Linked DNA regions of Hordeum vulgare: all the other regions are linked to region 2. The links are chromatin contacts, called in public Hi-C maps. All regions are on one chromosome and are shown on one strand. The core of a region is the stretch at or near the end of the contact, and the rest is flanking DNA. Distances in the headings are between cores, read along the strand shown. Region 1 holds the start of LOC123430285. Region 2 holds the start of LOC123426733 (probable receptor-like protein kinase At1g49730). Region 3 holds the start of LOC123426732 (PI-PLC X domain-containing protein At5g67130-like).

Evidence for each region. Hi-C and Micro-C count contacts between places; a contact is called where the count stands out from the background.
Region 1: a contact with region 2 is called in a Hi-C map of leaf, with 4 times the contacts expected there. The contact joins the promoter of LOC123430285 here to the promoter of LOC123426733 in region 2. A contact is called at or near these places in 3 of 6 Hi-C or Micro-C datasets (leaf and seedling) and 1 of 1 datasets of contacts at active chromatin or transcription factors (embryo).
Region 3: a Hi-C map of leaf shows a contact between it and region 2, with 3 times the contacts expected there. The contact joins the promoter of LOC123426732 here to the promoter of LOC123426733 in region 2. A contact is called at or near these places in 2 of 6 Hi-C or Micro-C datasets (leaf and seedling) and 1 of 1 datasets of contacts at active chromatin or transcription factors (embryo).

Annotation. Positions count from the first base shown.
Region 1 is chr2H:477,095,699-477,100,034 of MorexV3_pseudomolecules_assembly, forward strand. LOC123430285 reads left to right here and starts at 2,164. Exons shown (of 3, transcript XM_045114157.1): 1 at 2,164-2,876; 2 at 2,969-3,154; 3 at 3,700-4,125. The coding sequence starts at 2,355. The coding sequence ends at 3,993.
Region 2 is chr2H:476,882,618-476,886,857 of MorexV3_pseudomolecules_assembly, forward strand. LOC123426733 (probable receptor-like protein kinase At1g49730) reads left to right here and starts at 1,519. Exons shown (of 9, transcript XM_045110609.1): 1 at 1,519-1,919; 2 at 3,042-3,431. The coding sequence starts at 1,832.
Region 3 is chr2H:476,752,251-476,757,076 of MorexV3_pseudomolecules_assembly, forward strand. LOC123426732 (PI-PLC X domain-containing protein At5g67130-like) reads right to left here and starts at 2,231. Exons shown (of 7, transcript XM_045110606.1): 1 at 1,915-2,231; 2 at 1,555-1,815; 3 at 965-1,063; 4 at 558-861; 5 at 230-453; 6 at 37-123. The coding sequence starts at 2,004.

The DNA of each region.
Region 1 (4,336 bases), core at 914-3,413, 210 kb after region 2:
AGGCTGGCCTCTCTGTTGAGTCTAGGTGAGGCTACAACGTGTTGATGTCCCGAGGTCGGACATGACCCAGGAAAGTGTATCCTGCCAGAGGGTATCAAGCATGTTGGGAAAATGTGATGCACCCCTGCAGGGATGAATTAACTATTCGAATAGATGTGTCCACGATAACATGATTTGGAGTTGTATTCCGATCTCTTAAAACTAGAACTGGATACTTAATAAAATACATCCAGACAAGTGACAAATACAACTCGGCGATCGCTCTCTCTCTTAGGGAGACGAGGAGAGGATCTCTGAGTTAGGATTATTGCTATACGTTGATACTTGTTACTATGAAATCTGTTCTCTTCTCATGCTGCAAGATGATGGCTACGAGAAGAGTAGTCTTCGACAAGACTAGCTTCCCCCCTTTATTCTGGCATGCTACAGTTTAGTCCACATATACTATCCCTTTTATTTGATACTAATGCATATGTAGTTTAGACCCGATGTAAGTCTCATGAGTATTTTGGATGAGTACTCACAGTCGCTTTGCTTCCTTTTCCCCTATGTTCTTCTACCCGATTGTTGCGATTAGATGGAGGATCCCACGAGCCTTATGCTATTGTCGACGACAGCTACTATCCCGATGGAGCCTACTACTACGTGGGGGTCGCTAACGACCAGGAGTATTTAGGAGGCACCCAGGCAGGAGGCCTTGCCTTTTCGATTAGTGTATCTTTTGTTCTAGCCTTCTTAAGACAAAACTTGTTTACTTAATGTCTATACTCAGGAGTTGTTGCTTCCGCTAACTAATGTACTCAAGCCCTCGTGGCTTGGCTTGTCATATATACCTTTATGTTTGATTTTTGTGTATAGAGTTGTGTTGTGATATTGATTAGGAGTCCTTGAGCTTGATCGTACACGTTTGCGTATATGATTACTGTACGATCAAATCGAGGGCGTCAAATGGAATGACTTGCAACACCTCTCCCTTGCACATAAAGATCCATAAGCACATCCTTGTTATCGGCATTCTGAAACTTTATGAGGGCAAAAGTCCATAGCTTCCTCTAAGCCCTTGTCATCATAACCGAGAATACAAACAAAACCCCTCCAAAGAGCAGAGAAGTGTTTGTCCTTAGTCATTCAAATGAGTGCCCGAGCTTCATCATTGCAAAGTGGACAGTGGCAAAGAGCTGAGCCACCAAAGTACCATCAAAGTCACTATTGAACTCCATAAGTGGAATCAAACCAAACTCATCACATTGCTAGAGCTTCGCAAAAATACTTAGCCTTCTCCCTCATGTGGCCAATGTTGATTGCATGCTACTTCACAATTTTTTTTTCTTTTGTGAAATGAATAGTTCATTAAAGATCCTCTCACGAGTTTGAGTCAAGAAGTGTATTGGTCCAAATACGATCACGCACAACCGTTGTGGGGTCCCCGTGCCACCAGATCCTCGTCGCATCGTCAATCATCACATCTGGGGCTACCATCGCCCATTCCACCCGCCCGAGCAAACGACCGCAAAAAGTGACGTGGTGTCCAGTCTTGCGCTAAGATCCGTGCTACCGTAGATAAAGCGTTCACTCGGAAATTGTAAAGAATCGACATCAACTTCATAGCTTTTTCATAATTTTAAGTACATGTTATGATGCCAGATTAATTAGCTCACAACATCCACGATATCTTCTCTCTTTATTTTATGATTCGAGTAAACAATTTGAACAAGAAAAATGAGAGATACCATACCTGTTACATGGATAGCGATTGGATTTGTAAAGACACTTTTCTTGTTCTTCTTGATTTGATAGTGCGTTAACTAATGACGGCTGCGAAACCCTTTGTGGTCATCGGTGCAACCACCCCACCCCCATGTCGTTACCACCAGTCAATCTCAGTTAGAAGGGAAAACTTAGCGCGTAAGCAAATCGATCGGGTCCTGAATTGACGGTCCAGATTAAGCAAAGCAAGTGGCCTAAACGGCTAAACCCACCCGTTCGGGATCACGCTCTACATACGGTTGACGAATGCGTAGGAGCGCCCATCGTTATCGTTATAGCAGCAGCGGATCCGCGTCCTCCGGGTCCGGGTGCCGCCGCCCCGCCCCGCCCCGCCCCCGGAAGTCATCCCGGGACGCGGACGCACATCTCCCAACACGTCCGCCCCGACCCACCCGACCCTCCGCGCACGCCACAAACCCACGCCAGACAGAGGTGGGCGAGCACTACTGCACACACGACACATCCACGCTCGCTACAAGAGCCAACCCCGCACGTGGCCGCGCCCAAGGAGACGACGACCAACACTCACCAAGGGGAGAAGAGAGGAGAGAGGGCGCACGCACGACGAGACGCCGGACGCTCTCGCAATGCATCACGCCAAGACCGACTCGGAGGTGACGTCGAGCCTGGCGCCGTCGTCGCCGCCGCGGGCGCCCTACTACGTGCAGTCGCCCAGCCACGACGACGGCGAGAACCACTCCAAGACGGCCGCCTCCTCCTTCCACTCCTCCCCGGCCGCGTCCCCGCCGCGCTCGCTCGGGAACCACTCCAGGGAGTCCTCCTCCTCGCGCTTCTCCGGCAAGGTCCCCTCCGCCGGCTCCTCCCGCCGCGGCGTCGCCGGCGGAGGCGGGAAGCGCGGCGGGGGTGGCGGCGGCGGCGGCGAGGCGGCGCGCCGCAGCCCCTGGATGAAGGAGGCGGCCATCGAGGAGGAAGGGCTCCTCATGGAGGACGACGACGACGCCGACGGCCGCGCCGGCGGCTTCTCCGCTCTCCCCAAGAAGGTGCGCTACGGGCTCGGCTTCGTCGGCGCCTTCCTCGTGCTCTTCGCTTTCTTCGCCCTCGTCCTCTGGGGCGCCAGCCGCAACCAGAAGCCTGTCGTCTCCGTCAACGTACGTACTCTCACTCAGTTCCTCCGTGTCGCCGGATTCGTGATTCATCTTGTCTTGCAACAACTGATGGTTCCTCTGCGTTGATTGCGCAGAGCGTGACGTTCCACAACTTCGTGATCCAGGCGGGGACGGACGCGTCGCTGGTGCCCACGGAGATGTCCACGATCAACGCCACCGTCAGGCTCACGTTCCGCAACACGGGGAGCTTCTTCGGCGTGCACGTCACGGCGCAGCCCGTCACGCTCTACTACTCCCAGCTCCTCATGGCCTCCGGCGATGTAAGCATTCATTCATTCACGCGCGCATCCTCGTACTACCGATTCTCTGTTTCTTTGATCGATCTCGTCTGATGGACGGATCCAATGGTAGTAATCCTCAGCTTGGAGAACAACCGAGGCGATTAATTTCTTGTCAAGATAAAAAATTTAAGCGGTACATTTACGTCAAAGAGTCGTATTGTGAATGCACATTTTCACATTGGAAACGCAAGAAGTCAGTCTTGTGGTTTCTAGATTGCGAACTTTGGACCACAGCTGCACATTGACCAAAACAAACGGGTGTTTTTTAGCCATGACAACGTCCTGCTGATAGCTACAAAAGCAGAGGCCACTCAACACTGTTGAAAAACTCGAACAGGACATCGTCATCCCGAGTTGCTGTCATCCAGTTCATATATACAGTATTTACAGAAATCAACTTCGTATTCTTCCTTTCTCTTTTTCTTTTTGGTAATTGGGTTGAGATCCCATTCCTGTTGTGAACTCATGCTACAAAACCGTCTAAAGACAGTACTTCTGAATCCTGATCCAACTGTTTGTGACAGATGAAGTACTTCTACCAGCCAAGGAAGAGCCAGCGCAAGGTGGCGGTGACGGTGGTGGGCAGTAAGGTGCCGCTGTACGGCGGCGGCGCGGGGCTGAGCAGCACGCCAGGGCCTAAGGGCGTGCCGCCTCCGCCGGTGCCGCTGCAGCTGACGCTAAGGATCAGGGCGCGGGCGGGCGTGCTGGGCAAGCTGGTCAAGCCCACTTTCTACAACAACGTGCAGTGCAGCGTCCGCCTGGACACGACCAAGCTGGGCAAGGTCGTCTCCCTCAAGAAATCCTGCACCCACGTCTAGCCACCCTACCTGACCTGCCATCTTTTCTTTCTTCTTCTTCTTGCTGCATGTCTTATGTAATGTGTCTAATGTAATATTACGTGGATTATTACTATTTTGAAGAGAGAACAGCATGTCTGTTGTGTATGTACAGATGAATTTTGTCGCCAGCATCGGGATGGATATGAATGATCACGCGTTTCTTGCCGCATTTTTTCATGGACGGTGACGGTATGGCGTGGGTTTTGTGATGTGTGCGCAAGGCGTGGTTGCCGTGAAGCCGGTGTTGCTTCCGTTTTTAGCGGACGTTGCTCTCCTCAGTGAGCATCTTCAGCCAGACCCTTTACCTTTTTCTTAGACGTTC
Region 2 (4,240 bases), core at 269-2,768:
GACCCTGTATAGGTGTGCACGACGATTCAGACGTACTTCTTCCCGCAAATTGAAGGCAACGAGTGAGGCTTTATGGGAGTCTGGACATGCGATAGTGGATTTCGACACCCCCGATCCACCCAATCACCCCTCCCCGTCCCATTTTCCTTCAACTCCGTCGCTTCTCCTCCTTGCTTTGCATCCGCAGCCTTCACCTCCGATGCCGCTGTTGTACGTCTCCAGCTGCCACAGAGGCATTGCCGGACGTCCGCAATTGCACCAGCACAGAGGCGCCTCCTCGCCTCTGTGACCGCTGCCCATCCTGGAGTCGTTTGTACCTAGGTATACTCTGCCGCCCTCTATTGCGGATACCACGCCCCACACGTGTTTGATGAAATGCCATTGAGCTTATTTTCGAACACCATGTTGTTTTTAGAGTGCGAAGGATGGTGAGCTACTCGAGCTTGAAGGATGAGTTGTTGTGTGATGTGTGGTTGGACGTATCCATGGAATTCAAAGGCACGAGCACAAGGGAGACCTTATAACAGCAGGTGCATGAATTGTTTCACTTCTGAAAAGCACATTACGCCCTACGATATGTACATATTTCAAGCACGCAGTGTGAGGTCATGTCGCATCGCTGGTACGCTGTCCACAACAGCGTTGCAAGTCTTTTAACGTGATTCATGAGTTGGAGGCAAATTGGCCGTTGCATGCGGCACAGGATGAGCTCGCGAGTTTTGCTTCCTCTTGCTTAACTTGTTAACTTGTTAAACGATTCATTCATTCAATGTTGGTTCATACATTATGTAGCATGCACATGCTGCTGTGGTGTATCACAGGACAGAGGGACGGATATTTACATATTTGCTGAGGTGGGGGGGGGGTGTTATGTGTGGGAGGGGATGATCGGTTGATGAAAAACGTATTGAACGCCCGATTAATCTAGTCGAATCTGTGACATTGATGTACTAAACTGATTTTGCATTCTATGTAGAATAGTTTGTGCTATTTTCTATCTAAACTTTGATAATCGACCTATTTGCACGAATTCGACTGGTTAGTTTGAATGATGTTAGAAATTTATGTGACTACGGTTGTTTGGTGGACTTTTACATCCATGTTTGTGAACGGATACGAAAACAAATTTACAAGTTACGATTGAAGATGCCCTAAGATGCGTGATGATGGGGTGTCTCGATCAACTTGCTTTGTGTGAGTCGTGTAACACTTATCATTCTGAGATTTTTTGGTTCACGCCATCGATTTGTGCATGGATGGTTTCAATGGCCACCGTCGAGGGCCCTCACCTCACCTCAAGTTGGAGGGTGATCGACCGCAAGCATCTGGGGCTCACCAGGTCATCGGCCACAAAAGGACACGAACGATGCACACCCGCACAGTACAGGTCCTTGGATACGGCGTCGGGGTTTGCTTGGTCGCCTGGGCCGGTGAGGGTCAGAGTACCGCGCCATGTGCACCCCACCCGTGGTCCGCGGAGGCGCAGCGGACTCCCCAAATCCTCCGCGTCGCTCGCATTCGCAGTTGCCCGTGACCGGGAGGGAGCCCATCCCGAAGCCCCCCGCCCACTCTCCCAGGCGCGGGTAGTAGAAAAAAGGCGCCGCGCTGCGACCCGCAAAGCAAAGAAGAAAAGCGGCGGCCGCAGTCGCAGGCTCGCAGCAACACAAGCTCAGAGCATATTGGGTTGGCGTCGGGGCAGCGTCAGCCTGGCATCCCATTCCTTCCTTCCTCGCCCTCCCCTCCCCTCCCCGGACAAACCCCACACCTTTCCGCTCCTGTTCATCCCTCGCCGCGGCCGATACGAGGCCTGTGCCGCGCCGCCGGCCCCCGGATGCGGCGTCCAGGGCCGCTCCTCTGCGCGGCGCTGGCCGCCGCCGTCGCGCTCCTGGCCCCGCTTCCGCCCGCGGCGATCGCGGCAGGTAAACCCTTCTCGCCGCCCCATGTAATATCTTCACCTGTTCCCGTCTCTAGCAACTGGTCGAAGCCCACTCCGCTCCAGTGGCGGAGCAGCATTAGCTGCATTTGGTATCTGGGGCGGGTTCGAGGGGATCGGTCGGCGATGGTGACGGCGACGGCGACGGCTGCGGGCACGCTTCGCTCAATCATTGTTTTCGATTTCTCCCCTTCCGACGCCCATCCGATGAGTAGTCCCTAACGCCTTTCAGTTTTCTCTAATGATTCAGCCCAGAATATCATTAGTACAGTACCTGCAGGAGTAGGGCATTTTTAGGAGAGGCGAACGCGAACAGAAGGCATTTTTAGGTGCGAGATGGAGTCACTTAGCCCGGGAACAATCCCTAAGCACGACTGGTACGGGGCGCATTTTTCGCCTGCCTTCTTCAGTTCTTCTGTAGACGCAGTGTAGTTGGCAAGGGGAGCAGGGAGGGACCGCCTCTGCTCACTCCCCATCGCGTTGGAGTCCTTCCTCAGGCCATTCAATTCGCTTACCTAATGGGATCGCTGTACACGTACGACTGGGCCGATGGACTTTCATGGCTCTTGGATTTCAATAGCCGTTGGACTTGGCTGTCCGTGAGGATTTCCGTCCTGCCATTTGGCGTTACTGAACCGCTGATAATGTCACGAGATATTTTTGATTTGCCTGATGTTCCTCACGTGCACATGGGTTGTTTTTTCGCTTATATGTGCTAGCCTAGACCCTAGAGTGTACCATCAAATACTCTATATTCGTTTTCGTAGCGGTTCTGATCTAATGAGAGAAATATGGATATGAAATTTATGACAGGCAATCCATTAGGCACGTACCCAGCTAGTGCTGGACTGCTGGTCATGTGGCCTGTTCCCAATGGTGTTAACTTCACTTCTGCTAGATACGAGCACAGTGAGCATAAGTGTTGGCTTGCTGTACTACATCAATTACACATTTTGCTCTTTCTGTGTGAGTGTGACATCTGTTTTGCGAAATTTAGCAAAGATACAGAATGACGAGTCTCCTCTTTCAAAAGTTTATGATTATAGGCCAGCCAATCATGTATCTACATATTTGCGTCGGTACTCATGTTTGTTGTTTGATCGTGCAGATTGTCCGTTGGATTTCAGTTGGCCGAACTTTGCGCTGATAGCTTCTGTATGCTCGGATCAGAATGGACACTCAAAGTGTTGCCGCTATATCAATGCCGTCCTCGCGGTCTCATCTGCAATGTATGCGAACAGAACAGGCACTCTTGGTGTTCCATCTGAACTTGCCGATGCATGTATTAGCAATATCTCAGACACCTTCGTGTCCAATGGGATACTTCCGACCGCAGCTTCATTTTGTGGCCTTGGGATCAAGATTCAGGCGTCCTATCAGTGTGTTGGGATGACTACTATCCTCCAAATGTTAAAGTCCCCGAATTTCAGTGACGTGACTAGAAATTGTGCAACCTCACTTCCAGATGACGTTAGCTGCAAGAAATGCTTAAATTCTGGTTTGTCATACCTCCGCCATCTTGTGGGAGAACAAGATAATGTCACATTGAATACCTGTCGTGATGCTGCCTTTGTTGCTTTTGTGAGTCAAGGGAACATATCTACTCTTGATACAGCGGGCTGCTTTTTTAGTGTTCAGGGGCTGAGTGCTCTTCAAGGTTCCAATTTTCTCCCGTCAGTGCACTTAACAAAATGTTGGCCATGCATTACTTTTGTATTTTGTAACTTATAGAGGGAGAATAATACTGCATATTTTTTGTTCTGACGTGTTAATGCCAGTGCACTGCATAAACCCCACTGGATTTACAACTATGATTTGTAGAACTTATTTGGCACCTTATAGAGGAAGAACACCTTTTTCTTTTCTTGAAGAGTGCATTTCACGAATCAACATGATCTTCACAAGTTTTCTTTTCAAAGCTTCAGCTGTGCTGCACCTTTTTTGAGTGTGACGCATTTGCACATATTCCACAGTACACAAATTATAGGTATATTATATTAATCAGCACATTTTTGTTGTGAAATTTGTTGTACAAGTTTTATATGGATATACATCTTTGGTAAATGGAGGTTAAGTGGGCTTTTTTTCATATTAAACCGTTTCATTTTACTATCTTGGTTGGCATAATAGTTTATTTTGAGTAAGTTGATTAACCTTCTACTGGGAAAATATACATAATTCTTGCTAGATTTTGTTGCCTTCAGTTAAAAGTGTCGTTGGCAATGATGGTACTTAAGTGCAATGTAATGAAAAGTAGTGCCATAGAACATAATGTCCATTTGTAGTGGCATGTCAAGGGGAAAGGAT
Region 3 (4,826 bases), core at 981-3,480, 130 kb before region 2:
AACATGGCAGGCAAGCAGCGGGGCATGTATATTTACAGTGCAGGCAGATATGCTTCCGCATCCACAAACCAGTCCGCCGTTGGCCTTGTCCGTGGCTTCCGCGGCGCCGCCTCGGTCGCTCCTCTGGGTAGGCAGGGTACAACCATGAATCATCAGAAGAAATGAATCTAATCAATCGTGCTCATGTTCATCGTAGGGTAACTAATAACTGATAATAAGGATGTGACACCTTGTAGAAGTCGACGGCGATGAAGTTGGCCCATCTGCCCCCGGACGCGGCGTGGCAGGCGTCGAGCATGCCCAGCAGCTGCGCCGAGTTGTCCTTGCACGCCTCCGGGAAGTTGGGGAGGTCCCGGAAGTAGTTCACCAGCACCAGCGACCTCGACAGGTCGTTCATGGCGGCCGACTCGGCGCGGTTCGGGCACGACCCCTTCACCATCCCTTTGCTCCCATCTGCGGCGCATGGATATTGGATAGATACAAACATCGTCAGGTTCTCCTTCCTAGGTAATCAGTCACGTGTGCAGTCGGATCGATGGTGATGGACGTGCACGTACACTGGTTCTCGACGACGTAGCCCCACTCGTGTGCGAAGCCCTCGGCGGCCTCCTTGGCGGACCTGGAGGTGAAGACGAGGAGGCGGTGGTTGTCGCGGACCATGTCGCTGAGCAGCGGCCAGTCGCCGCCGTTCTTGGGCATGCGCCACACCGGGAACAGGTACGGCGTCAGGCCGGAGGCGTTGAACACCCGGGTGAGCCCCATAGGCGCCTCCACGTAGTCCTCGATGAAGATCGTGATCACCTGCGAGGGGTTCCTCCTAAGGAACACCTCGATCTCCCGGAGCACGTTCACCGCCGGCGTCTGTCCACCGTAACATTGTTACTTTGTCTGTGTCACTGTGTGTGTGTGTGTGTGTTGTGGTCGAGATTGGTCCTAGTAGAGGAGTAGCTTGGTTGGTGCTTACGAATGCGGTGAAGTTTCGGCAGGCGCCTCCGTAGGAGTGGCAGAGCCATATGTCGTTCCGGAAGTCGTACATGTCCAGCATCAGGCCCCTCACGCCGTTCTGCGACGCAAGAAATCCAATTACTTGGACCTAACCCTTGAGCTTGAGAATGGCACCAATTTTACCTTGGGAAATAATTTGAACTGAAGTAATTTCGTCCTGGTCCCGGCCACGGACCACATCGTGTTTATTTCGAATGGACGTGCTACCCGAATTGGAGCACACACCACACGTCTCATCCACACAAGGATACACAATGCAATGTGTGTGGTATGGGCAATGCTTGCAGTTAGTATTGCCGTGCCAACGCTTCAAGCAAAGCGTGTGGGCGTGCACGCAAGCCAGCGACAGAAAAAGACCGGCGCCTGGAGGTGCGCTGCTGCTTGGACACATGGACGAGCCCTCTTTGCCACGTGCTGCGCCCGGGGACACCTCACCCCGCCGCACACTGACAGGTTCTAACACGGACTCCGGTAGATTCGCCGGCCCCACAGGTCAGCAGCTAAACGGAAGAGAGAGCAGAGCGGGAGCGGGGTGGACAGTGGACTCACGCTGAGCTGCTCGGCGATGGTGTCCTGTTGGTTGAACGCCGTGACGATGGTCGTCCCGGTCTGGGACTGGGTGCCGAGCCGCGCGAAGGAGTTGTGCGTCGTCAGCCACGCGTAGCGGTTGAACGGCAGCCCCCGCTCCTTGTTCTGCGGGTCGACGGGGGTCACGCGGGTGCAGCGCGGCCGCACGTTGCCGTCCACCACGCACGTCTCGCAGTGCAGCCCGGCGTCGCAGTTCCGCGACAGCGCGCACGTCTCGCCCACCTGCGGCAGCCGGAGATCATGCCCACGAGAGCGCAGCACAATCACAACCCTCAACGACCAGCCAGCGTAATGTCAGTCCTCAACAACCAGTCAGCGTACCTTCCGAGCGGAGACGACGGCGGGGCGCGAGCACAGCAAGGCGGCGGCGGCGGCGAAAGCCACGGCGAGAAGCACAGTTTCCTTGGCCATCTCAATTCTTCTTGCCGCGCGCGGCCACCCGCCTCCGCCGAGCTCTGCCCCGCGCCGCGCGGCTGGTGCCACGTTCCTCCCGGAGACGGCGGACAGCGGAAGCTTTGTGGTGGAGCAAGCCTGCAAATCCCTGTGTTGTGTGGCTTGTAAGGCCGGACATTCCAGGTTTCGTCGCTTGCTTATGTGTGTGGTTTACGCTCTGTTTTTCCGCGTCGCTGATCTTGGTCCCTCGCTGCGGCGTTTGTCATTGCGCTTGGCCCCCTGTGTCAGTCAGGGGGACGGAGCGGCGCGGTTCAGCTACGTTGGCCAGGCAATGTCGAACAGTCGGAGTATGTTTACCATACCTCGCCATGGAAACCCAGCCCGCACGGCCCAGCCTGAAAAGGCCCGACCCGACGTTGCCCACGGCCATGCTCGGGCCTAGATGCTCGGGCCTAGATTGTTACCGCCCCGCATGGTCTTAGCCGTTGGTATTCTTCATGGAGTAAATTGTTACCGCTCATCATACCAAAATCAACTGATCGAACGGTTATAATTTCCGAGCTTTGCTCCGGTGGTCACACGTCAAAATGAAGTCGAGAGGAGTTTCTTGAAGTCATCCACACACTGCATCTGCTACACACCTTTCACCCCACATGTTGGTGATGAAAAAAGAAATCCATCTAATATCTTTTGTAGCTGCTTTTGGAGTTGATGTAGGGTAAAAGAGATCTCATTTACAGTTTAACTCAAAGACACCAAATGACTTTTATTAGTGTTACTAATCTATGTTATTACCTCCATAACGGGGAGTAACATATGCGTGGTGCCACGCATCATTTCATTTATTAGATTATAGACTGCTCATATTGGCCTGGTATTATAGTGTGAGTAACATATTATGTCACCACATGTCTTTCTTTTCCGCATGAATTACTTGTCACACCATCTATTTTGTCTATATATGTGTGATGTTACCATCTATGTTACTCCCATTATGGTTAGTCTAACTTTAAGAGTAACATAAAGTCTAATTCAACAAATTTGTGTGCGACAATGAGCTTATTAGAAGATAGGTAAATTGAGTAACAAACTAGTTATCATAACATCACATATCCCAAACGAGTCTATAACCTAATAAATAAAGTTATGCATAACACCACAGTTATGTTACTACCCACTATAAAGATAGTAACATAGCCTAGTGTCAGGTGTATGTTACTCTTCATTATGGGTAGTCTTAGACCACTGCAAGGTGACGTGAAAATCCGTGTTGATGGGCGGTTGGAAGACATGGTGATAGAGGTGCTGCGAGCTGCTATCTGTCGGGATGATACTTCCTTTTAGCGATACCGAAATGGAACAAAAAGTACCCACACATGTTTCCTCAGAGGTGATCTTGAGTTATAGAGGGCACGAGAGGAAGGTTCCCTTGAAGCCAGGGTCTCTAGCAAGCTTTTGTTAAAGAAACAATTTCAACTTTTCACCGGATCTAAATTGGTTACCTTGAGTTGAACACTTATAATAATAAGAGGTACGAGTATAAGATCTTAATGCTTACAACCACATATTTGTGTTGGGAGCAAGTAATGATCTTAATTTGTGTGCTGGAAGGCACCATCGAGATGTGCTTGTTACGAACCGAATTGGGGGATGTGTCCTAATAACAACTTGACCAACACGCGCCCTCCATCAAGAATCAATTGTCCAACCGAAGGCCCTATCCTTCTTGCGGGGTTGCCCCGATAATTAAGACTGCAACAACCGGATAAAAGCTTTGAGTGTTTAATAACTACACCTCCTAAATCCTCAGAGATATGATCCATGTTACCGTACTAAACCCTTTTGTCACTCGCGTCTAGGATAACACTTCACGGTCTTCATGCCCTTAGCCTCTCAGTGGTTCGCTCTGCATGATCCTAGGTACGTGCAAGAATGAAGAACGCACACCGGACAAGAGACATCTACGAAACGATTTTATTTCACACAGACGAAATGTTGATTCAAAACTCTTCCATTAATTCCCACAACAAATACAATGGGCTACAAGGATCTTTCATCAACCCATAACTTACCGAACTACTCACGCATGGAGATTAGATCACACGAACAACACATTGAAGAACACATCATGGAGATTGATTGATAATACGTCTTACAATGGATGTTGTGTGTGATGCACGACCAAATGTGATGTGATGAAGGATGAATTATGGTGGTGATGGAAACTATGGAGATGGAAATGGCGGCGAATAGGTTTGATGGAGATGGATGAGGATTGAGGGAGTCCGGTACTAAGGGGTCATCGGGCCGCTTACCTATTTCCATGGACCGGACTCCTCGGCCATTGTAACATCATTATTGGACTCCGGATAAATAAAGTGATGCTATATTCCAGATGGACTTTTCCGAAGACTTGGCGTGTACTCCATGATCATGTGGTGGTCGGCGTGTTCCCTCCTTGATGTAACCGATGTTGTATAACCCTTGCACCCCTGGTATCTATATAAACTAGAAGGCTTTAGTTCATAGGACAAATTAAGCTCATTACTCCTAGGGTTTAGACCACAACATACGATCTCAAGGTAGATCTATGTACTTGATACTTCACCATCAATATAAACAAGAGTAGGACATCAGAGCAAGGTAGCTCACTACTCCTAGGGTTTTACCTCTATCAAGAGAGCCGAACCTCGGTAAACACCGTCTCCTTTGTCTCCTATTACCCACCAATCCAAGCAAGGTTATCAGAATCACGATTCTGTTGTACGATTCTATGAATTTACGATCGGAACAATCTCCTCTGATTCTACAATTTTGGTTTATAGAATCTACGTTTTTAT